6 separate regions of the Mus musculus genome follow, and regions 1, 2, 4, 5 and 6 are each linked to region 3. A link is a contact called in public ChIA-PET, Hi-C, Micro-C and promoter capture Hi-C data. All regions are on one chromosome and are shown on one strand. Each heading gives the region's core, a stretch centred on a gene start, on an enhancer-like site or on the middle of the called end of the contact. The rest is flanking DNA. Distances are from core to core; before and after follow the strand shown. Region 1 holds the start of Stat4 (signal transducer and activator of transcription 4). Region 2 holds the start of Stk17b (serine/threonine kinase 17b (apoptosis-inducing)). Region 3 holds the start of Hibch (3-hydroxyisobutyryl-Coenzyme A hydrolase). Region 4 overlaps Gm31955 (a long non-coding RNA gene). Region 5 has its middle 2.7 kb from the start of Gm31955. Region 6 holds the start of Gls (glutaminase).

Region 1 (3,818 bases), core at 308-2,807, 840 kb before region 3:
AAAGCATGTTCATTCTAACATATAATGGGCATATTATTGGAAGCATGAATAGCTTATCTCAGATCTGAATTTTCATAGAGTGAATAGCTGCAAAACTATAATACACAAATATGGGGGTCCTCAACAAGTTTTAAAAAGCAGAGATCTAGAAGTGTCTCAAAGAGAAAGAGAGCATACCCATTTTTGTACATGTACCTGAACAGTTAAATGTAGCGATAAAGACACAAAAAGCCAATGTGATTAACACTCTAAGGCAGGAAGTAAAAGTGGCGAGTAGTGGTCTCCACCTAAGCTGTCCAGAATGGCAGCCACCAGGGCTTTAGACACTGGAAAGAAATCCACTTACACTGCAGAATCTAGGTGTTCAATAGGAAGGAATACAAAGGATCTTAGGTAGCAATTTAAATGTTTTATTATAATTTAATGTTTTATTATAATTTAAATGAAGTATTATTATTTTGTAGATATTAGGTTACTTGTGCTGATTTCACCCATTTTTTTTTTCCACTTTAAATGTGTCTGGGACTAGGGAGATGGTGCAGTGAGTCAAGCACTTACACTCGGGTAAGAGGACATGAATGTGGATCTCCATGATTCATGTAAAGCCAGCTGTGATGGTGCCATGGCAAGATGGGAGACACGGGAACCCCCAGAAGCTTCCAGGCAGTCCAGGCTGGCTAACTCAGTGTCAACAGGAGACCATGTCTCAAACAGGGTTGGAGGCAGGGGCAACACTGGATATTGTTCTCTGATCTCTACTTGGGATCTATGGCATGCCAGCACTCACACATGCTCTGAACATATGCCTATATCCACACACAAATCGAAAGGGAGGGGGGAGAGACAGAGATTAAGAACATGAGGGGGATCAGAAAATGCAAGGAGTGTGTTCTGTTTCTCCCAGACAGCTGGTCAAGAAGAGTAAAGAAATTCAGCGTAAACAAACAAACAAAAACCTACTGTGGGTTTGGGGGCATTGTTACATCTTCACAAAGTCTAGGATTTCACTGTGTGTGGGGTGGCATGGGGGGGGTACCTGGTGAGAAGATGCAGTGGGGGGAACATCAGGAGTGAAAAATGACAGTGCCCAGACTTGTCTGAGTCACAGCCTCAGCTCCTGAGAGGGAGAAAAGTTTCCTGGGTAGGGTGTGAATGGCTTAGTTGTCACTTGGGAGAGAAGAATCCAGGTGGCACACCTGTGTGATGGCTGGTCATTGATATGATACAGGCTTTTGCCTAGGTATACTACCCTAGACACATGTGTATCCAGTCTGCCCATTGCTTTCCACCAGTCTGATTTATTTTGCTGAACTCTGGTAGAATTTTTTTCCTGTTCAAGGCATTAATATCTAAAGGAATCCGCTGGAAGTCAGTGATCCCTGAGAGATGACTGTCTATCTTAGTCCAGTGGCTATGTCTCTGAGTAACTTTGTTCACCTGCCTGGTCCTCAATGTCTTCAGAAAGTGAAATTTAGAACGGAAAGGAACCGAGGTTCCACCCAGCTCTGTGATTCTAGAACAGACCCATGTCATAAAGAGGGGAGCACACAGACTACAGGTACCAAGACAAGGTGGAAGCTGGCCAGAGAGGGCATACACCGAGAACTTTTACACGAGTTGCCACAAACCTGTGTAAGCCTGTCTTCTCACAAGACAGCAGACCCTGCTGTTGGTTGGTGTGTTGATGCTGGCTCCCTAGAAAGGATGGAGTTATGTCTAGGAAAACAGGAATCCCAGTCCTTCAGTGTGTACCTCTTACTCTACACACCTTGGGACAATTTGCATTTGTAAGAGTGGCTACTAGGGATGGGGCGGTGCTCTGCCAAGGGGGCTTCAGCCTGACTTTGTAAAGCGTTTCTAGAATAGAGTGGATAGGAACTGCCTAAAGTCCCAGGGACTCAAACACTGACGCACAGGAAAGCCTCAAGTGGGTGGAGAAATGCAAATCCCCTAGAGGAATGGCGTCAGCGGCTGTGGACCCTGAAGGCCGATTCTGACTTTGGACTTGTGCAGTGCCACTACCTGGACGGAGAGAGAGAGAGCCAGGTAAGCCAGGCAGCCCGCATCTGCGTGTGGCCTCTCCACAATAGGAAACATCTAGGCAGGATTCTTGGGGCGTCTTTCTACAATTGGTATTAACACGACTGGGGAGGAAGGGATGCCTATAAAAAGAAGGGTCCTACTCATTACACTCAGATCACTCAGAAAAAAAGTCTTCCAAAGACTTAAATGGAGATCTGGCTCCGGATCTTTACTGAAGGAGGGAGAAGTCGAGGCATCTCCGTGAAGCGGAGGGGTGGGTTGGGGGCTGTGCTGCTGCGGAGGTGTGTCAGCTAAGGGCTGGAAGACAGCCCTAATTTTCTTTAGCCAACGGAGGGCTGTGATATCTGACCCGAGATTGGCACATCTGGGTTTCAGGGAAACACCATCCCGCTAGGGTAGCCGGTGATTGTGGCTTTGAGAAGTGTGAGTGATGCTTAAAGTAGGTCGTCCCTTTGCAAAGAGGTCAAAGAGTCAACAGCACTGCTAGCACCCGGGAAATGGGCCTGAATGCAGGAATACCAGGAGGGAGCCGGCAGGCATCCAGGTTTTAGATGGAAAGTACTTGTCCTGAGACAGGACAATGAGCCCCTAGAGAGTGAAAACAAAGACACCCGCTGGAGGTCTGAACACCAAACAACAGCGACAACACCAGAACAAACCACCACCCCCCCCACCCCCAAAAAAAAACCCAACAAAAAACCTCGCTTTAATTTCTTAAAGTTTTAGAAAAGTAATTTTAAAAGGAACTTATCAAATCCACTCTCATTCGCTACCCTCCAGATCTTCTCCTTTTCTCCCTAGGGTATTTATTCCCTCTCAACTTTATGTGCTGGTTTGCTTGTTTGTTTATTTGTTTGGTTGGTTGATTCACGTAGTGATGCCTGCATGTGCATGGATGATGATGTGGGATTGGACGCAGACCCTGAACCATCAATTGCCAATAACTCCTCAGCCAGGGGTGGGACTTCCTGAGCTCCAAACGAGGTCTGAAGGTTTTCCTCTTTAGGGTACGCCAGGGAGAAAAGGGTCCTTCTGCACCTTGCTTCAGCCTTGGTTTGCAAGAGTGACTTATCTGAGTGATTTGACTGTAAGATAATAAAATTACCCTGCATTCAAATAACAAAATAGAAACAACAGAAACAGTGAAAGCGGCGACCCTGTCTTCAGCTCCTGACCTCCTGATGCCACTGGTAGAAGAGAATGCTCCAGTTCTGTTCCCAGACCTGGGAAGTTTGTCAGAGCTGCACGTTGTGGGCAGGATTCTCAATCCCTCTTTGGCGCTTGATTGTTTGTAAAGCCCAAGGTGCTTGCTATTCTCCCACCTATTCAGGGGCCCATCAGGAGGCCCAAATAAGCTTTCTTAAATTATTTACTTTACTAAGCACTCACAACATACCTGCAATGGCCAGCCATGAGGGCTCATAAACATAAAGTCATATACAAGTTCAAGATAGCTTCTCTCCCTATCTACATTTTTCTGAGAGAAGCACAACTTTTATTATTTTATTTATTGATTGACTTATATTTATACATTAGTATAGTTTATAACATTTAGTTATAAAGTTAGCTCAAGGAAAAGGTGTTTGAAAATGTTCCCACTGGCCGGGCGTGGTGGCGCACGTCTTTAATCCCAGCAATCGGGAGGCAGAGGCAGGCGGATTTCTGAGTTCGAGGCCAGCCTGGTCTACAAAGTGAGTTCCAGGACAGCCAGGGTTACAAGGAGAAACCTTGTCTCGAAAACCCAAAAAAAAAAAAAAAAAAAAAAGTTCCCACTG
Region 2 (3,689 bases), core at 1,038-3,537, 940 kb after region 3:
GGTTCATTTACATGCACAAGATAATTAAAAAGAATATTTCTCTGTCTTGAACTCAGTTCAAAAACACATCCTTTTCAAAATAGTCTGGTATAGATAATATAAACTATGTGTAGTTGCATATATAGCTCTTTTGGCAGAGTACCAACTTGCATGCACAAGGCATAGGTTCAGTCCCCAACAGTGCCATATAAGTAGACAAATAATCAAAATTGAGCTGATAGTGCGGGCCTTTAATTTCAGAACTTGGAAGGCAGAGCCAGGCAGATCTCTTGAGTTCAAAGCCAGCTAAGTCTATAAAGTGAGACCCTGTCTCAAAAGACAAAAAGCCTTTAAAACTGGCAAGCAAGACTCAAGTGTAGAGTAAATGTCAAGATGCAGGAGGTAAGAATTTTAGACACAGGAAATAAGCATTATAATATATCATATCTTGAGAAAATTTAGTTTTAAACTGAGTCTCTAAAAAACTGGGAGATTTTGACACAGAAATTCTTCCTTATAATTGTCAAGCAGCTACAAAACAAACCAATGAAAACATGGTTATACGTTCACTTAACCCCAATGACAAACTGTTCACTGTCAATACACACTGAAAAATGAAATTAGAAGTGTCTGCCATTAAATGCCTACATTGTCTATAGACATTAATTTAGATATAAATGGTAGACTGTTGATTTATGAAGTTTCTACTAAAATGCCACTTCTACCTTAACCAAAATGTAATTTTTTTCTTAATATTTTATTACATGCAAGTTTAGAGGTCAGAGGACAAGCTGTAAGTGTAGGTTTTCTCTTTCTACCATGTAGGCCCTGGGGATAAGGACATTTGAGTTGGTGTCAAGAACCTTTCCCAGCAGAGCCATCTCCTGAAACTAAATTCTTACTTTAAAAAAAAAAAAAAAAAAAAATCCAAGAAAAACTATTACCAATCTATCCACATACAAAAAATTTTGAAATCACAGAAATATTACTTCTCTAACTTAAGCATACTGTCATGTAAGTAAATTTACTTTAATAGTAAACCTTCATTCCAGAAAATTATCTAAAATGTATGTGTATCTCAAAAAAACCAATTACTTGAAATATTAAAACTACCAAAAAATTAAATTAATATCAAAAAGATTAGGTGAAAAGACAGGTCTAAAATTTGGTCACGATTTCCATGGACTAGTGTTTTTTAATATACACAATTTTAAGGCACTGTGATTCAATTTTTATGAAGTTGTTGAAAACCATTTCTGGGCATCTCACTGTGAAGACTGTACCAATGAGAAAGGAGTTTATATCTCTCCATAATAAAACTGTGCTCCTGGAGTTCTAAATTCCATGTTACATATGCCTCCACTTGCCTCGTTACCTCTGCAGACCTTGCTGCTCAAGGCACAGCCTCTCTCCCAGTCTTGAACACTTAAAAAGTCCACACGGTATCAAACCTGCCGGCGAGGTTCGGTGTTATCGGTACCATGTATGTAAACATGACGTCAGCCAAACCCTCAGTGAATGTCACACTGCAAGCTAATGATTATGGTTGAAATTCCTAGGCTTTCAGAAGTATTTCTTAATTCCAACTTGCAAGCTGAAGCCAGCGCTTCTCTAGTCCCAGCACAGCCACGGCCACTAGCCACCAGCCGGCCGGCCGTGAAGTTTCTTTCAACTTTGTCTCCACTCATCTATATCCCGAGAGTGAAGCCAAATTAAGCGCTTTTCCCACGGTAAGGCCGAGTCGGGATAAAGATCCAGACCGTGGCCATGATGTGGCTGTCTAGTCTGAGGATGGGTCACAAGTACAGAAGAATTCCCACTGCTTTAAAGCCAAAAAGTCACGGAAACAGCTGTGGCTCCCCACGCCGGGACTGACAGCGGCCCACGCGATGACCGCAAAGTTTCTCCCAGGCTGCTGGCCGGACGCGTCCACCCGCCCCGACGTGAAGGCGTCCCGCGCCCACAGCACGCGAGCCCCGGAGCCACCCGGAGGACCACGTCGAGACGCCGCGGAGGCTATCGGGCATGGCCGCGCTCAGGGACGCCGGCTCTGGCCTTCGGGCTCGCCGCAGGGTCCCCGCGCCCCCACACCGACCGCTCCGCCGCAGCTCCGCGCCGTCGCGGGTTCTGCCCTCCCTCCGACCGGGCCACGGCTACACGGGCTCACCTCGCACTCTTCCCCACAACGGCTGGTCGCCGTCAGCCAGGCCCCTGTGAGGCGACTCCCGGCGGCGACCGCACAGACGCTGACCGACGCTTCTTACAGTTGAGGTTTGAAAAGTGCAGCCGCGTCTGGGACACTGTACTTCGACACAGACTCCGCCCTCTGCTGCCCAAGAGCCAATCGGAGCGATTACGGAGGGTGGGGTTGTCACGTGGGGGCGGGGCGGGGCGGCGGCCGGCAGCGCGTGCTGTGAGGCCGGGCCTCAGGAGGGGGGCGGGGAGTGGGCGGAGCGCCGAGCGCCTGAAGACTTGGTTGCTGGATGTAGCCTAGAACTGGACAGTGTGCAGGCCGGGTTGGGGGGGGGGGGGGGTCCGCGCCTCTTTTCCCACTTTTTCCACCTTCAGAGTAGTTCCGGGATGTGTAAGTATCGGGACACAAGAGATGAAAGAAGCCGATGTCCGGGCTCTTTGACTTGTGATGATTAAAGTTCTGTGTTTCAAATCTTCCTTGTCCTCTTCCTTACCTCCTGAACCTACCCTACAAATAGAGATTCCAGCTTGCTATGGGTTCTTGAAGCCATAAATAGGACTCCAGGATCCTAGTCTCTACAGCTGGATGTCTTAAGACACTAACTAGCTCAAGACACTGTAGGAGAATCTGAAGATGAACTAATTGCTGGTTTACTGTGGTAGGGGAAATGAGGAAAACTTGTACCTGCTCAATGCCCATTGCTACTTTCTTTCTTTCTTTCTTTCTTTCTTTCTTTCTTTCTTTCTTTCTTTCTTTCTTTCTTTCTTTCTTTCTTTCTTTCTTTCTTTCTTCCTCCCTCCCTCCCTCCCTCCCTCCCTCCCTCCCTCTCTCTCTCTCTCTCTCTCTCTCTCTCTTTCTTTCTTAGCAGTGTTAGAACACAGGGCCTTTCACATGCTTAGCAAGGGTTCCACTTCTAAGTTCCACCCCCAGGCCCCCAGATCTGTTAACTATTGAAGACTGTTTAAAAACTGAAAGTTTCGTGCTAGATACAGTAGGTTTACATACATATAAGATCCTAGGTTACTTATACGTTTATATGTAGCATCTACACATAGAATCTAGAACTGCTGAAGGGTACTTTTTTAGTAGGTATAAAAAACTATTGGGAAAAATTCTGTGAGTGGAACTCTCTTGCTTTTAGAACATCTTAGCAACCATTTTATGTTCTTCCCCTGTCACATTTAACCAAGATTTCTTCAAGCCATCTGCTTGCCCTTCCAAGCAGTGTATGTCCCAGGACACATGCATTTAAAGTTATCAAAACCATTTCATGAGGTCTGTGTTGTTATTTAGACAGGCCTCAGTATAATGTATTGATTCTTTAAGTGTTGTCAAATGGATAATGTTGCATCTTTTTAGCCAGGGAAGCATAAATGTTAAGGTGTCCACAAACCAATGAGATTGTTCCCATACTTTCTTCCAGGAAACAGCAGCTGCATCCAAAAGTGTCAGTACCAAGGCTTAGCCAGTGCCCTCTTGGAGTTCCTTGTGATCGTTTTTGGTGTTTAGATGTTTG
Region 3 (3,637 bases), core at 794-3,293:
TAATAAGCTGCTTTCCAGAACAGGTATGTTTTCACTGATATTTCTAGTTTGTGAGCATTCTCTTAATCAGATATTTTGTCTCAGAGGAAGACTGAGGGATCTGTAACTTTTCTGAAGATAATTAGCAATGTTTCGAAGCAAGTTCAGCTATGTAGAGTACTAAACTCTGGTCTTTCCTCAATGTCAAATGCATCTCATATGTTTCTGACTCAAAGAACATTTAATTTACTTAGTTTTCCTAGACAGGGTCTTGCTGTGTAGCCCAGGTGACCATTCTGTTTCAGGTTTCTGAGTGCTGGAATTATAGGTGTGTGTCATCGGGTCTGGTTTAAATTTACCTTTTCATTAAAAAATTATTAAAATTACACAGCCAGGCATGGTGGCACATGCCTTTCATCCCAGCACTCGGGAGGCAGAGGCAGGTGGATTTCTGAGTTCGAGACCAGCCTGGTCTACAAAGTGAGCTCCAGGACAGCCAGGTCTATACAGAGAAACCCTGTCTCAAAAAACCAAAAAAAAAAAAAAAATTACACAAACTCCTTCAGATCAATTAATACCTGCTGATTAAACTTAAAAGCCAAACATAGATAATCAACTGGGCATTTCAAGACAGCCTAGTCTAGGGAGCAAACTCCTTTCCTTTCCATTTTTTAAAGTAAAAACCACTACCGTATTTATTGTTTCTCAATATTACAAAGAAAAGGCAATGCAATCTTTTTACATTAAATGTGGTAGTAAAAAAATTATATTTAAAGGTTTTTGAAATTTCTTATTAGATATTTTCTTTATTTACATTTCAAATGTTATCCCCTCTCTTCCTTTCCTTCTCCTATGGAAACCTCCTATCCCCTCCCCCTTCCCCCTGCTTCTGTGACAATGCTCCCCCAACCAACCAACCCCCCTCTCTGGCTTCCCCATCCTGGCATTCCCCTACACTGGGGCATCCAGCCTTCACAGGACCAAGGGCCTCTCCTCCCATTGATGCCTGACAAGGCCATCATCTGCTACATATGCACCTGGAGCCATGGGTCCCTCCATGTGTACTCTTTGGTTGGTGGTTTAGTCCCTGGGAGCTCTGGGGGTTCTGGTTGGTTGATATTGTTGTTTGTCCTATGGAGTTGCAAACCAATTCAGCTCCTTCATTCCTTTCTTTAACTCCTCCATTGGAGACCCTGTGCTCAGTCCAATAGTTGACTGTGAGCATCCACCTCTTTGTCAGGCTCTGACAGAGCCTCTCTGGAGATAGCTGTATCAGGCGCCTGTCAGCAAGCACTTGTTGGCACCTACAATAAAAAGTCTCTGGGTTTGGTGACTATATATGGAATGGATCCCCAGGTGGGGCATTCTCTGGATGGCCTTGCCTTCAGTCTCTGCTCCACACTTGCCTCTGTATTTCCTCCTGTGGGTATTTTATTTCCTCTTCTAAGAAGGACCAAAGCACCCACACTTTGGTCTTCCTTCTTCTTGAGCTTCTTGTGGTCGGTGAATTGTATCTTGCCGAGCCTTTGGGCTCATATCCATACTGTGTGTTCTTTTGTGATTGGGTCACCTTACTCAGGATTGATACTTTCTAGTTCCATCCATTTGCCTAAGAATTTCATGAAGTCATTGTTTTTAATGGCGGAGTAGTACTCCATTGTGTAAATGTACTACATTTTCTATCTCCATTCCTCTGTTGAAGGACATCTGGCTTCTTTCCAGCTTCTGGCTATTATAAATAAGTTTTTCTACTTTTCTCTTTGCTTTGGTTACTCACCTCTCAGCTTTCGTCTTGGCTCCTCCTCTTCCTCCTCCCCTCACTAGTTAACGCCCCTAGCCAGGACCCGCCCCACCTTTACCCGGCCTGGCCCTGTCTAGTGTGGCCCTGCCCACTGCTCTTGCTGGTTTCCTAACTGCTCCTGTTTTGCCCCGCCCCGCCCCGCCCGGCCGGGCCCGTGAGCGTAGCGCAGCGGAAGTGTAGGCGTTGGGCCGCTCTGGCCCACCGGAGGACTTGTCATCAGTGACCCCGGCTCTCCTCTGCTCTCATCGGCTGTGGGCGGGGCTGTGGGCGGGTCTAACTACCAGAGCCGGTGGAACCACTACACTCTGCTTCTTCTGCTCTTGGGTTTTTAGGCCATGGGGCAGCCATATGCGTGGCGGCTCCTGTCGAGGTGAGTTGGTGAGCAAGGCAGAGCTAAGGGCCGGCTTGGGGGAAAAGGCTCACAAGTGTCCCCGCAGGTCTCGCAGATCTAGTCGCCTTTGTATGGCAGCCTCTGCTTTGCTGCCCCGCGGCGACCTCAGCGGCGATCGCAACGACATGCGTCCTCTGACTTTGCTCTTTTTCTTGCAACAGCACCTTCATTTTCCGTCCTCTAGCATCTGTTAGGCCTTGACGTCCCACAACTTTCTCCCCCCTCCGTTTGTCTCCTATTTATTTTCTTTCTTGGAACTGGGCGCTGTGTGGGGACGTGCCACCTGATTTACTGTGTAGGGTATTTTCTTAAGTCACACAGAAATGACAGGTTGTGTACCTGGGCTCCGGGTAAGGAACTTGATTATTTCAGCTAGCAGTAGTAGCAGCGCAGGCAATTGGAACTCACAGAATAATGTTGTGACCATTTAGCGTGGCTTGACCGGAGCAGTGCAGATATTAACTTTCTAAGAGTGTCTCTCACTGCAATCGGACCTTGGCAGAAGGAAATGTGGTAGCACCCATTTTAGGAGCTTTGGCTAGTGTAATTCCTTTTCCCCAGTACCATACGCAAAAACTTCAATTTCCCCCCTGTGGAACTCTTCACTGAAGTACTTTTGGGCGATGAAATGTGTGCTGTTAGACATCTGTGCAGTCTAGGAGCATCTCAGACGTGGAACGCACCCTTGTTCCGTCTGCACGTTTCTTATGCCTTACAGTCTGTTGTGGAAGGTTCCTGCAAAGGCATAGAATGTTTCTTAGTTCTAAATGAGTAGTTACCAGTGGAGTTAGGGAGATGGTTCCGCGGTTTTAAGAGCCTATACTGCTCTTAAAGGACTGGCTAAGAGGACAAAGTTCTGCTTCCCGTGTGGCTCATAACTACCTTTAACTCCGTCTCCAAGGAATCTGATAGTTTCTTCTGGATCCATTGGACACTTGTACTTACATGGGCATACATATATACATAGTTAAAAACACATCTTAAGCCGCGCATGGTGGCGCACGCCTTGAATCCCAGTACTTGGGAGATAGAGGCAGGGATTTCTAAGTTCAAGGCCAGCCTGGTCTATAGAGTGAGTTCCAGGATAGCCAAGGCTACACAGAGAAGTCCTGTCTCAAAAAACAGAACAAAACAAAACATCTTAAAAAGAATAGTGCCTTTTTAGCAGAAAGCACCAACGATACTCAGGTATTTTTGTTACATGTAGAAGTTGCCTTGCTTCTCTTTTTTCTTTTGTGGTGAATAATAGCATCTGCTCACATAATCATTGTTGTTGCTTCTTGATGATGGCAAATTCTAAATTATTTGGGAACAATAATTTAGAGGCATGTATATTAACAAAGTTAACTTCATCTAGAAAGATTCTGTCATTACTGTGGTTCAGCTTGTCCCTATTTCACTCCACATTTCAACATGTAAAGTGCCAGGACCAAATTGGACAGTACTGATCTGAGGTCTCCCTTTCC
Region 4 (3,936 bases), core at 813-3,312, 510 kb before region 3:
ATGTTCCTCTATGAAAAAATTTGCTTTTTCCATGTGTGGCTGGCTTTTCCTTGTAATTATAGACAGCTCAAACTCAGGAGAACTCTACTAATTCGACTTTTCTTAACCTTCAGAGTATATGTCTTCCGAGACTCTGAATAAGTTGACTAATGTGTGAGGCTTTAGTCTGCCTCATTTACCCATTTTGTTCTCCCAAGTCCCACTGAATCTAAAGTGGTGACAGTCTTCCAGTTTTCATCGTCTAATTTCTGAGGCATAGGTTAGCAACATAAGTTGGTCTTTGTTTAAAAGCAGATTCCCTCATTCTGAGTAAAGTAGAATTGAGCAGCATACATATCCTGAGCTTGGTTGGAGTGGTTGGGATAGGGCACAACAATCCCCAGTAGACCCGTTGGAATTAGGACCTGTTGACTTGTTTTGTGGGGTAGAGGTGGCCTTGCCACCAAACGAATACAACAGCAGGTTCAAACAGCAGGGGAAAAAAGTACAAAAGAAACTGAAAACCCTATGTCTCTGTTATGGAAGAAAACCATCCCTAATGTTATCAATACTCAAATAACAGCAGCACTGGGGTGGGGGTGGGGGGTGGGGGTAGGATAGTGAGACTGACTGGAGGCAGCTAAAGGCTTGGTCAGTGTTTGGTGCTAGGTGAGTGGAAGCCTCAGTTTCCATGATTTGACTTTAAGTTTGTGATGCCTTTTCTGAACCTCAGTTTCCCTATTTGTCAGATGGAGAAAATGATGCCTTTCTGTGGGTATTGTTATGAGGCTTAACCAAATGATAAAAGGGAAAGGAGAGGTTCCACTTCTCCAAGAAACCCCCTCTGATGGGATTGTAGAGGAACGACTCCTTGGCCTGTGCAGTGTCAAGGCAGGGATAACTGGAGCTGCTCACTGAGTACCGTTGTGACAGCTAATCTCTACTGCACAGAACCTAGTGAGGACTGATTTGCCCTGAACACAGGAAGAAATTGACCTTCACAGATGCTTTCTAAAGATGCTAGATAAAGCAAGGAAGCACAGAGAATGTGGCAAGAGTCTTCATGCCTGTGCTGTAGGTTGAGCTGAGCAAGGATAGGCACGGGTTTCCAGGGTTCGGAGCTTCTAGCCTTCTACATGGTCCAGGAGCCTTCGGTCAGCCTTAGGCCTAAGGAAGCAGTGTCTGGAGGCTAATCCGGATTTAGCTCCAACATTTCAAAGCCAGTTATGAAAGCAGGGGGCGGGTTGCTGTAATCTGGGTGCTGCCAGGCACGACCTGGGCCTGCTCTTCATTACCTGCATGGGAGCTCCCTAATAACACCTTTTCATATTTGCATGTTTGAGTGAACATGAAGAATTTCCAGTTTCTCAAAGTTGACTCTTCTTCTTCTTCTTTTTTTTTTTTTGGTGGTCCATTTTTTTTAATTAGGTATTTTCCTCATTTACATTTCCAATGCTAACCCAAAAGTCCCCCATACACTCCCCCCCACTCCCCTACCCACCCACTCCCCCTTTTTGGCCCTGGCGTTCCCCTGTACTGGGGCATATAAAGTTTGCAAGTCCAATGGGCCTCTCTTTCCAGTGATGGCTTATTAGGCCATCTTTTGATACATATGCAGCTAGAGACACGAGCTCCGGGGTACTGGTTAGTTCATAATGTTGTTCCACCTATAGGGTTGCAGATCCCTTTAGCTCCTTGGGTACTTTCTCTAGCTCCTCCATTGGGGGCCCTGTGATCCATCCAATAGTTGACTGTGAGCATCCACTTCTGTGTTTGCTACGCCCTGGCATAGTCTCACAAGAGACAACTCTATCTGGGCAAAGTTGACTCTTCTTAAAACACAAGTTTAATAAATATGGGTGCCAGTGAGTTTGAAGCACAAGCTGGAAGAACATTTCCCGAGAATTGTGTTTTGGTTTTTTTTTTCCAGATTTTCAAGCACGCACAATACTGAGAACAGAAAAAGAAGCTTTGGCAGTTTGAGAGTGTCCCTCTGAAAAGGGCAAGGAAGTAAAACAGGGAAATACAGCGGGGAGGGGACAGTAGTGGGGAGACTGGAGGGGACGAGAGAACAGAGGCAGATGACTCAGCCTGAGGGGGCTGGGAGGAGCCTGTGGGCAGGGCTGTCTGAGTGTGGAGTAGGCAGGCGGTTATGACTAGCATTGAATGGAGATAATTAAGAGCAAGTTGGTACCAGTCACTGCCAGCAAAGAAGAGAATGTATCCAGAAAAAGCATTTCTTTATTTCAGCACTGAATTCAAACACCTACCCATTTGGGTTTGAGAATTCCATTTAAAAAAAAAAAAAGTTCTGAAAACAGACCGTACATGGCTGTGAAATCTGACTGGCTTTCTTTCTGAAGGTATGTATGGGAGAGGACAACTTTGAAACTGTAAAGCTACACTGGAACATGCTTTCATTGAAAGAAATGCTTATTTAAAAATAATACTCATCCCATACAGTACATAGCAGTGCTGTTAAAAGTCATGTGCAAGTTATCAAATTTCAAGGGAGTATCAGCCACACACGGATTTCTCAGTTGTTCATAACGATAGGACTGAAACGCACGGCTTCCAGATCCTTTAAATAGCTTTTGGAGGGAAGAACATTATAATTAAGCTGCATCGAGTGTCACTGCAAAGAAGCTTCTAAATTACGGGTCTGAGTGGGGGCGAGGAATGCTCTTTGATTGCCTGACAATCAACAGCAGAAGATGTTCACATACGCGTAACCCAGACTCACTGTAATTATATCAGAAGCAGAAGAGGTGGGCGCGGCGGGAGCAGCCTGATTCACTAATCATTTGCTTGTTGTTCTTTCAAAAATCATCTTCAGACTAGTCACAAACACTCAGGAATTCATATTTACAGAGTGGCTCTGTATCAGAAAGGATAGAAAGAAGGACCAGTCCTTTCAGTGTGTCTCAGAAAGGTTGTCAAAAAATGGCCCAGGACACACTAAGAAGATGCTCCTGCTGTGGGAACTAGTGCACTCACCTGGCCTCAGCTGCTTTACTCAAAGCCTAATGTCAGAAACGATATTCCCCCACTTATTCCCATAATTTTTATCCCATTTCCACTCGGCTCCCTGTTGGCTTAAAAAGGTCCCTTTTTCTTTTAAGGCATAAGAATATGGAGGAAATGTCATAATATTGTGTAGTCTCCAGAACCTCTCTTGCCTCTTAAAGAGGCTCAGATATTGCCTCTTGGTGGGGCGGGGCACTGGGAAATCAGTGTCTTCTCCCCTGCCCAAGACAGGTACTATACCTGCTCACCCTCGTGCCAAGGCTTTGATACACACAGGCAACTGTGGGGCTTCATTGAGAAGCATGGAATCTAAAACCGACTGGCCAGAAAGGAATGTAACCTATCTTTCACGAGCCTTTGTTTTATGAGATGCTAAGACCTAGCACGAACGTGTATGAACTACATATGCAAAGAAAACATATCACATGTGATACAGCCTTCTAGACTGTGGCCTTTCTAGATATGTAACTAAAAACTGGTCTGAAATCCAGAAAACAAAAACAAAAACAAAAACACTGAACATTCCCTCTCAGTGGCGTTTCCCAGCTTCAGATCTTCAGATGTGAATGCATGGCGTGCAGCGACCAGAGAGACCAGGGAACTTAAAACAGCGACCATTGAATCTGGTGAGGTTACAGAGGGGAGTAGCAGGTGCGGTGAAGGACAAATGGAAAAAACGGGCAGGGAGAGCTAACGACAGGAAGAGAGGGAGAAAGAAGAGGCAAATAACTCTAAGGATGTGTGATAAATTCTCACAGAATCATACCATATTTACCTAAGTGTGTGTGTGTGTGTGTGTGTGTGTGTGTGTGTGTGTGTTAGCCTTAGTCACTGCTCCATTGCTGTGAAGAGACACTATGACCACAACTCTTACAAAGGAAAGCATTTGATTGGGGCTGGCTTACACTTTCATAGGTTTAGTCCATTCTC
Region 5 (3,651 bases), core at 392-2,891, 540 kb before region 3:
CCACAAACTTCCATGTCTTCTGACCTTTATACGTGTGCCATGGTGGGCATTTGCACACAGAGAAACACCAACACCACCAACAATAAAATACAAATTTAAAAACATTTTCTACCCGAAGGTTGAGCACTTGTTCAAAAACTCCTAACGAGGAAGACAACAACACTAGAAAAACCTTGAACTCTTTAAAGTTTACGAGCAGGGTCAGGGTGCTTTTAAAAAGCAGTTAAGAATTTTTCATAAAACTATACTAAATGATAGCTGCTGGAATTTTTCTACTTGTAATACCAGGAACATCCAGCAGGCTGTGCCCCTTCCAGCAGGCTGTGCCCCTGAACCAGGGTATTTTAATGGACACTCTAAGTTGTAAAACTTTTCAAGCCACTAAAATTTTCAAATCTTTCATTTGTTGCTTTTTCATGGTTTAAACAGTAAATTTCCAAACATGCACAACAGAAAGCCAAAAGCAATACTTTTATAAGTGTGTCATGTTTCTATGAATAACTTATAATTTTAATAATGCAGACAAGATTAAATATTTTTTCTTTATATTCTAACTATAGATTTTAATGAGATTTTATAGAAATAAAAATGATAAGAAATGATGACAATATTTTTAAAATAATCTTTTTAATACATTACTTTTAAGTCCTTAACATTTACCTTTTCTTTCTTTTAAAAAACATTTTATTTTATGTGTATAGGTGTTTTACCTGCACATATGACTGCACATGTTTGTGCAGTGCCTGAAGTGGGCAGAAGAGTGTTAATTCACCAGAACTGGGGTTACAAGGTGTTGTGAGGAGCCTTGTGGTCCCCAGAATGAAACCTGGTTCCTCTGGAAGAGCAGTCAGTGTTCTTAACCCCCGAGCCATCTTTCCAGCCCCTGATTTTTGGCTTTTACTCTTTACTTCTTGGCTTTTTGAGGAATAGTCTCATTCTGTATCTCTGGCTGCCTTGAACTTGTTGTGTCGCCCAGGCTGGGCGCAAAAGTATGGTCATTTTCCTATGCCTGCCTCCCAAGAGCTGGGATTTCAGGCCTGGGCCACAATACCCAGTTCTTTATTGACTTTCAGATTAAAATATTATTCCATTAAAACTGTGGAAGTTATTGAGCACTACACAGGGAAGGACAGATGGAGAAATATGATCTGGTTTTAAAATATGACCCAGGTACAGTTATATTAAAATAAGTGAAGTTTGGTCCTCAGCCAGCATCAGCCACATCACCAGGAATCTTGCGAGGTAAATTCTGAGGCTCCTTCTAGACTAAACCAACCAAAGTAGAAACTCTGGAGAACTGAGTATGGCAGCCACTTTGTAACAAATTCTCAAGATGATTTGGGTGCACCTTAGAGTCTGAGACCACCGAGAACACTTATTAACACAAATGTTCTATTCAGTGCTGAACATTCTCTCTCTCTCTCTCTCTCTCTCTCTCTCTCTCTCTCTCTCTCTCTCTCTCTCTCTCTCTCTCCCTCCCTCCCTCCCTCCCTCCCTCCCTCCCTCCTTCCCTCCTTCCCTCCTTTCTCTCTTCCTCCCTCTCTTTTCTCCTCCCACTTCTCTCTCACTCCCCATGGAGTCCACTTAGTATCCTCAGTGTTTGAATAGACGGAGCGCCATCTACTGGACCATGGCAACCTCGCAGGGACAGCGTCCCTAAGAAAATCAACTACCTCTCCCAGCTGCCATCAACTGCCAACAACTCCACAGCTACAACAAAAACAAAACAATCCCAAATGAATGTGGGGACGGAATTTGTAGGGAGAAGGAAGATGACAGGGGTACTAGAGAGATTAGATCAGAACGCACTTTAAAGGGCTTTTTGTTTGTTTGCTTGTTTTGTTTCGTTTTGTTTTGAGGTTTTGTCTGGCTTGATCTAGGTTCATGGTGTCATACCCGCTGTCAGTTCATATATGTAACTGCCCTGTTGTGTTCTGAAAACACAATTTCACTATAGTTATTACTGCTTCTGGCTCTTAGAATCTTTTGCCCCGTCTTCCTTAATGCCTTGGGAGAAGGGAATGCCATCACTTATTCTTAACAATTTGAACAACTACACATATCCATTCATTGCAGAAAAGTGGGAGAATCTCAGAAGAGAGGGTAGAAAGAACGTCAGAGCCAGAAGATAGAGTGTGAGACGCTGACCTCTGGAAATGGACAGCCAACGACGTCATGCCTTTCCAGCTGCTGAGGCTGCATGCAGTGGTCCACAGCGGACTGCACCCTTCACCAGTCAATCAAAAACTGAGGAGGCTGCCCAGAGGGTCCTACTTTCCCTTCTGAGCTGTTGGATACTGAAGGATTTTGGAGGAGGCTCAGCCATTGTCTTCAGTTGCGTGTGTACTCACTGTGGAGCTCACCAGGTTCTGGGGAAGTGTTCCAAAGCCAAGGGCACACAGAGACCCTGGTTATACTCCCCAAACAAACAACAAAACAAAACAAAACCACAACCCCAAATGAACATGGGAAAGGGACTTGTAGGGAGAAAGAAGGTGACAGATGTACTAGAGAGATCAGGTCAGAGCACTTTAAACATGCATGAAACTGTCAAAAACCAAAGTCAACAAAAGAAATTTTAAGTACACATTTCCAATAGTATTCCAGAATGAGTCAGAGTATCCACTGTCTAGAAGGTTTCATTTTTACAAACACAGTAGGCAGTCTCTGGCACTTAGGATTTGAAGGGACTGGAAATAGTTTTTAACATTTCTCTCAGCACTTTAACCAAAAGGCAATCAATTTCATGCTACCAAGCCAGGGTGCCTGTGGCGGGGGGCGGGGAGGAGGGAACGAATGTCTTTACTTTTTACTAATGATCCTTTAGGACTTATTTTTTATTTTTTAAAAATATGTTTGGATGTATGCCATGTACATGCAGGTGGCAGAGGAGGCCAGAAGAGGACGCTGGAGTCCCTGGAGCTGGAATTAAAGGCATCTGTGAGCTGACATGGGAACCCAACTTAGGTCCTCTGAAGACCGTTGAATGTCATTAACCATCGACCCATTTCTCTAGTTCTTCATAAATGTTTTCTTTTTTTAATTTGAAGCAAGGAATGTAGGCGCGAATACACTGTAACTCACTATGTAGACCTGGCTGGCCCTGAACTCACAAAAAACTATCTCCTTCTGCCTCTGCCTCTGCCTCTGCCTCTGCCTCTGCCTCTGCCTCTGCCTCTGCCTCTGCCTCTGCCTCTGCCTCTGCCTCTGCCTCTGCCTCTGCCTCTGCCTCTGCCTCTGCCTCTGCCTCTGCCTCTGCCTCTGCCTCTGCCTCTGCCTCTGCCTCCTCTGCCTCCTGAGTGCTGGTATTAAAGGTGTCTGCTACCACACCAACTCACTAATGATTTTAAAAAATATTATTTGAATGTTTTTAAACAGCGTATATGTAGCTTATTGATCAGACTGTGCTCCAGTTGAATAGGAATGACTTCCTATTGTTTTAAAATAAATACAGACATTATACACGATCTTGCCTAAACATTACATGAGCTGAAAGAACCAGATCCAAAGAGTACATTATTCTAAACATACTTTTTTTTTTATTTGAGTACAGACACACCAGAAGAGGGCACCAGATCTTGTTACATATGGTTGTGAGCCATCATGTGGTTGCTGGGATTGAACTCAGGACCTTCAGAAGAGCAGTCAGTG
Region 6 (4,100 bases), core at 104-2,603, 610 kb before region 3:
TGTGTATTTTATGTCACCTTATTTTTGTGCTTTTAAAACAATTTTATCCTTTAAAAATCTGTCCACCGCACAGAAGACATCAGACAAGCCATCACTGGTCCCGATAGGAACAGGTGGTCCATGCTGCGTTCCTCGTCCTCTAGGCCACATGTCCCTATTCCGCCTAATCTCATTTCTGAAGCATTATTTCCGGTGGCCCAGATGGCTCTACGCACGCCAAAACGATCCACCTCAGGAGGATTAAGAACCCAAGGCCACATCTGGCATCCAGTGGGATGGTGGTGGAGGCTTACAGAATGGGGGAACTGCGGCCTGGCAAAAAGGTGAATCGGGAAGGTAGAAGCTCCGCTCTACGCCCGACTCCTCAATGTCACTCGGGAGAGATGGAGGTTCGCGTGGCATCACCCTCGCAGAGCCGGGGCGCTGAGCACGCGGCGCGGCCGGACAGCAGCCTCTGCCCGGCAGGGGCTTCAGCAGGCAAGACCCTCCCGGCGCTCACCCGTCACCCCGGGGCGACTCGCGCCGGCCACGGAGGGGAAGTGGGAGCAGGCGAGGGGCGCGGGCGGGGCCGGGCCTAATCACATGGCACAGCCGTCGCAGGCCGCCTGGCATCGCTTTCTTTCTCTTCCGCGAACCTCCGTTGCTAAGCCGCACCGCCACCGCCCACCGCCCAGGGCCCGACCCCTCCCCTCAGCCTCACCCACGCAACTCACTTGTCGCCCGCGGCCACCATCTCCTTGCCCTCGCTGTTGCCGAACGCGTCGGTCTCCCCCGGGCTGTCCTTGGGGCCCGGGGCTGCGGGTGGCGACGCCCCTGGCTGCTGCTGCTGCTGCTGCTGCTGCTGTGGCGGCGTACCCCCCTTCCCCAGCTCCTGTAGGATCTCCGAGGGCGAACTGGACAGGCCGCCCGCGCCGGGGCCCTTCGCGCGGCCGCCCCCGCCCCACCACGGGTGGAGTCGCGCAGCGGCCACCAGGCCAGCGGTCGGCCGGCTCCCGCCCCGGGGGCGCCGGCACAGCGTGCCGAGGGGCTGCGCGCGCCGCAGGACGGCTCCGACGGCGGCGGGCGGCCTTAAGAGCAGCTCCCGTAGCATCGCCGAGCCTCGCAGCCGCATCATACCGCCGGCGCCCGCTCGTCAGATGAGGATGCTTGGGGCGTGGGCGGCCGCTCTGCTCCCGGAACCGTGTCCCGCACGGCGGGGAGAGGACTGGAAAGAGAAAAAGTCCGGGACGGGGTGTGGCCCCAGCTCCGCCGCTCCCGCCGCCAACGCCGCCGCCCTCGCCGCCGCCGCCGCCCAGCCTGCAGCCAGCCGAAGTTGCTCTGGCCGCCGCGAGCTCCGCACTGAGACTGACGCTCAAGGGAGGGCTGGAGACATACCAGGCTCACCAACCGGGGGCGGGAGGACGCTGACGGCCTGCCCCCTGCAAGCTCTTCCATTGGCTCAGCCTGCCGACCTCTCTTCTGATTGGCTAGAGAATCGGTCAAATTTGTCTCCGCGCCCGTACGCAGTCCCGCTGGGTCCTGGAGGGCGGGGAGAAGGACGACTGACGTGTGTCAGCCCCGCCGACCGCTCTTCCCCCTTGCCTCGGGCCACCTGAGGCCAAGCTGGGCGAGGACCCGTAGCTCCGGAGTCTGGCCATTCACCAGGCAGGTGCGCTCCAGGGAAGCACGTCCTCCAGCTATTGAGGAAGCTGGAGTGCGCCTGTTCAGGCCGCCCAAGGCTGGAGGGAGGCTGGCGGTGGCAGATCGTCTGGTCCAAACCTACTGCTCGCCCCCTCGGTTAGGGGAATGTGTCCGCCCCTCTGAAGGCATCGGTTCTGCCAAGGCCGCCCTGACTAGCTTCATCCCTCTCCCAAATGTGCTTAAAACTTTCCATGGTTGGCTACTGCCCAGAAGCGAAATGTTTTGGAAAAAATGAGCAAAATCCTTTCAGCTATGCAACTTAAGACATTTAGAACGTTTGAGCGTAGGAACAACGAAGAATAGAGAAAAAGCCAGAGTAAGGGTGGATCTCTTCTATCTTCTACAAGATTTCTCCAAATCTTTTGAACGGCGATTATTTCATTAGTACCAGTTGACTTGAAAGCAAAATACTGCAGATCCTTTTTCTATTTTAAAAGCCATTTTAAAATAGAAGCATCTGAATACCATGTCTCAAAACTGTTTCAGCACAGCATCACCTCATCCATGTATCCTTTTAGATGTGTGTGCATCATATGTTTCCTGAGTCTGCACACATATACCACTCAGGACTAAAACCGCTTTTTAAACCATTTCCTGAAACAGATAGGCTTAAATGCATAGATTCACCAAAGTTAGCAGGATATGTAATTCACCAGATTTAGTAATCCAATCAATCTGTACATGTTGAACGAGATTAGTAACCAAAGAATCTGACTGTGCCTACAGGCTTGTCATGCTCAAGTTTTTGTTTTGTTTTCAACCTGCTCTTTAGATAAAAATAAAAAGTGTGAAGGAAATGACCTTGTGGGGGGAAAAAAAGCCAGAATTTTATATTACTTGGGTGGCTTTTATTATTGCTTAAGGTTAGTTTGTCAAAAATATTAATATTAGTGAATCAAAGTTATATATTTAGGAAAAACAATACATTCTAGGGGAGAGATAGCAAATGTTACCCTTAATAATATCTAACTTTGTCTTTCTAACTTATGGGTTGCTTTCAAACCTTAGTGTTGTTCAGTTTCTTACAAACTAGTTATCTGTTTTTACTGCCTCTTTTCTCTTTTTTCTCAACCCCATCCAGACTACTCACCAATCCAGTCAACGTTTTCATGCCAGTTCTTCCTAGTTTCTTCCATTGCTCAATGAAATGACTTCTGATGATTAAAGGTTTAAACACTTTCTAGTATATTTAACAATTAGGAACTTAGGATATGACTCAGTGGGTAGAAGGGCTCCCTGCTCAAGCATGAGGATCTGCAGGTCCGACCTCAGGCACTTACCTACAAACCATGCCTGGAGTGGAGACAAGTCCCTAGGACTCAGAGCTAGTCACGCTAGCTGAATTGGTGAATTTTAGAACCTCTGACCTCCACACAGAGGAAAGTGAGCTGCACATATGTGCATGCATGCAAACAGACAAGAATAGAAAAAGAAAAAGATAAAAGTAAAGAAAAGACATGCATTGGTAGACTATTTTTAGAGTTTCTACTTTTCAGAATGAACTGATAAGAAAGGGCAAATGTTACTTCTAACATTTGGAAGACCTGAGTTTACCAAGGTTGGACATCTGAGGTAATAATAAAACAACTAACAAGAAAGCTACAACAAATCAAAACTATTACAAACTGAATAGAAATATGGCAGGAAACTTTGATTCTTCTAATCTTAGATATTTTTATCTTCAACAATATTTATTCATACAACTTTGGAAACTGTGTTTGCATTATATTAAAATTAACCATATCACCTGTTATCCAAACTACCAGTATCAAAATACTTTATACACATATAATAATCTAAGGAAATACCTGCAAGAAGAAATGTTCTGCGTGTTAGGCCGTCAGAGACTCTCTTGAACTTCTACTTTGCTAAGTAGGATGCAGTTCCACAGGCCTGTTGACGTAACCATCCAAGGGTGGAACTGGAATGTGTGTACTTTGCTTCTGCTATATGCTGAAGAATGTTACTGAGCTTGCCCCTGAGCATCTGTCTTCTTCGTGGCCAGGAAAGGCTAGCTAATGCCTCAAGATTGTAACATACCCTCTCTCTATACATTACCCATCCTCTTTTCCACAAACATTGAGCTTAGTGATAGTTGTCCAAGAGGAAAGTAGAAAGTCACTCTTCTTAGAACACTGACTCACAAACTACGGGTCATGTCCCCTTTGGGGGTTTGGGTGACCCTTTCACAGGGTCACCTAGGACCTTCAGAAAACAGATACTTAACATTATGATTCATAACAGTAGCAAAATTATAGTTAAGAAGTTGCAATTAAAATAACTTTATGGTGTATGTGTGGGGGGGTCACCACAATGTGAGGAACTGTATTAAAGGGTCACAGCATTAGGAAGGGTGAGAAGCATTGCCTCAGACTAAAGTTGAAAAGACCTTCCTGACACTCTTTATCTTGGTTTGTTTA

What was found. Promoter capture Hi-C pulls out the DNA fragments that hold promoters and counts their contacts. Hi-C and Micro-C count contacts between places; a contact is called where the count stands out from the background. ChIA-PET counts read pairs in DNA pulled down with a chosen protein or histone mark. Capture Hi-C pulls out chosen DNA fragments and counts their contacts.
Region 1: a contact with region 3 is called in an RNA polymerase II ChIA-PET map of memory CD8 T cells, with 18 read pairs. The contact joins the promoter of Stat4 here to the promoter of Hibch in region 3. A contact is called at or near these places in 1 of 39 promoter capture datasets (pre-B cells), 1 of 484 Hi-C or Micro-C datasets (B cells) and 1 of 115 datasets of contacts at active chromatin or transcription factors (memory CD8 T cells).
Region 2: a Hi-C map of B cells shows a contact between it and region 3, with 7 read pairs. The contact joins the promoter of Stk17b here to the promoter of Hibch in region 3. A contact is called at or near these places in 1 of 39 promoter capture datasets (erythroid cells), 1 of 484 Hi-C or Micro-C datasets (B cells) and 1 of 115 datasets of contacts at active chromatin or transcription factors (astrocytes).
Region 4: a contact with region 3 is called in a promoter capture Hi-C map of the HPC-7 cell line, with 2.9 times the contacts expected there. The contact joins the enhancer-like site here to the promoter of Hibch in region 3. A contact is called at or near these places in 9 of 39 promoter capture datasets (the 3T3-L1 cell line, 3T3-L1-derived adipocytes, the C10 cell line and 5 more) and 1 of 115 datasets of contacts at active chromatin or transcription factors (stem cell-derived neural progenitor cells).
Region 5: a contact with region 3 is called in a Micro-C map of the AtT-20 cell line, with 3 times the contacts expected there. The contact joins the enhancer-like site here to the promoter of Hibch in region 3. A contact is called at or near these places in 2 of 39 promoter capture datasets (embryonic stem cells and pre-B cells), 2 of 15 datasets of contacts at CTCF or cohesin (large pre-B cells and pro-B cells), 14 of 484 Hi-C or Micro-C datasets (the AtT-20 cell line, the C2C12 cell line, CD4 T cells and 10 more), 6 of 115 datasets of contacts at active chromatin or transcription factors (the 230-238 cell line, T-cell acute lymphoblastic leukemia, astrocytes and 3 more) and 2 of 9 other capture datasets (adipose tissue and liver).
Region 6: a contact with region 3 is called in a promoter capture Hi-C map of liver, with 5 times the contacts expected there. The contact joins the promoter of Gls here to the promoter of Hibch in region 3. A contact is called at or near these places in 8 of 39 promoter capture datasets (the 3T3-L1 cell line, 3T3-L1-derived adipocytes, cranial neural crest and 3 more), 6 of 484 Hi-C or Micro-C datasets (CD8 T cells, LSK cells, cortical neurons and 2 more), 10 of 115 datasets of contacts at active chromatin or transcription factors (the 230-238 cell line, the SCID.adh cell line, astrocytes and 6 more) and 2 of 9 other capture datasets (adipose tissue and liver).

Annotation. Positions count from the first base shown.
Region 1 is chr1:52,006,683-52,010,500 of GRCm38.p6, forward strand. Stat4 (signal transducer and activator of transcription 4) reads left to right here and starts at 1,558. Exons shown (of 24, transcript NM_011487.5): 1 at 1,558-2,046.
Region 2 is chr1:53,782,928-53,786,616 of GRCm38.p6, forward strand. It overlaps Stk17b (serine/threonine kinase 17b (apoptosis-inducing)), which reads right to left and starts at 2,288. Exons shown (of 8, transcript NM_133810.3): 1 at 2,147-2,288.
Region 3 is chr1:52,842,995-52,846,631 of GRCm38.p6, forward strand. Hibch (3-hydroxyisobutyryl-Coenzyme A hydrolase) reads left to right here and starts at 2,044. Exons shown (of 14, transcript NM_146108.2): 1 at 2,044-2,150. The coding sequence starts at 2,116.
Region 4 is chr1:52,329,544-52,333,479 of GRCm38.p6, forward strand. All of the region lies in intron 1 of Gm31955 (a long non-coding RNA gene), which reads left to right. Among named protein-coding and RNA genes, the nearest start is that of Gm31955, 26 kb to the left of the region's middle. Within about 2 kb of position 2,063, at least 68 of the 459 cell types and tissues checked have an H3K27ac peak or open chromatin away from gene starts, as enhancers often do. A contact at or near this core is called in the HPC-7 cell line, where this site is marked.
Region 5 is chr1:52,301,135-52,304,785 of GRCm38.p6, forward strand. No RefSeq gene overlaps it. Among named protein-coding and RNA genes, the nearest start is that of Gm31955, 2.7 kb to the right of the region's middle. Within about 2 kb of position 1,642, at least 9 of the 459 cell types and tissues checked have an H3K27ac peak or open chromatin away from gene starts, as enhancers often do. A contact at or near this core is called in the AtT-20 cell line, the G1E-ER4 cell line, T-cell acute lymphoblastic leukemia and 1 more, where this site is marked.
Region 6 is chr1:52,231,879-52,235,978 of GRCm38.p6, forward strand. Gls (glutaminase) reads right to left here and starts at 1,354. Exons shown (of 18, transcript NM_001081081.2): 1 at 714-1,354. The coding sequence starts at 1,114.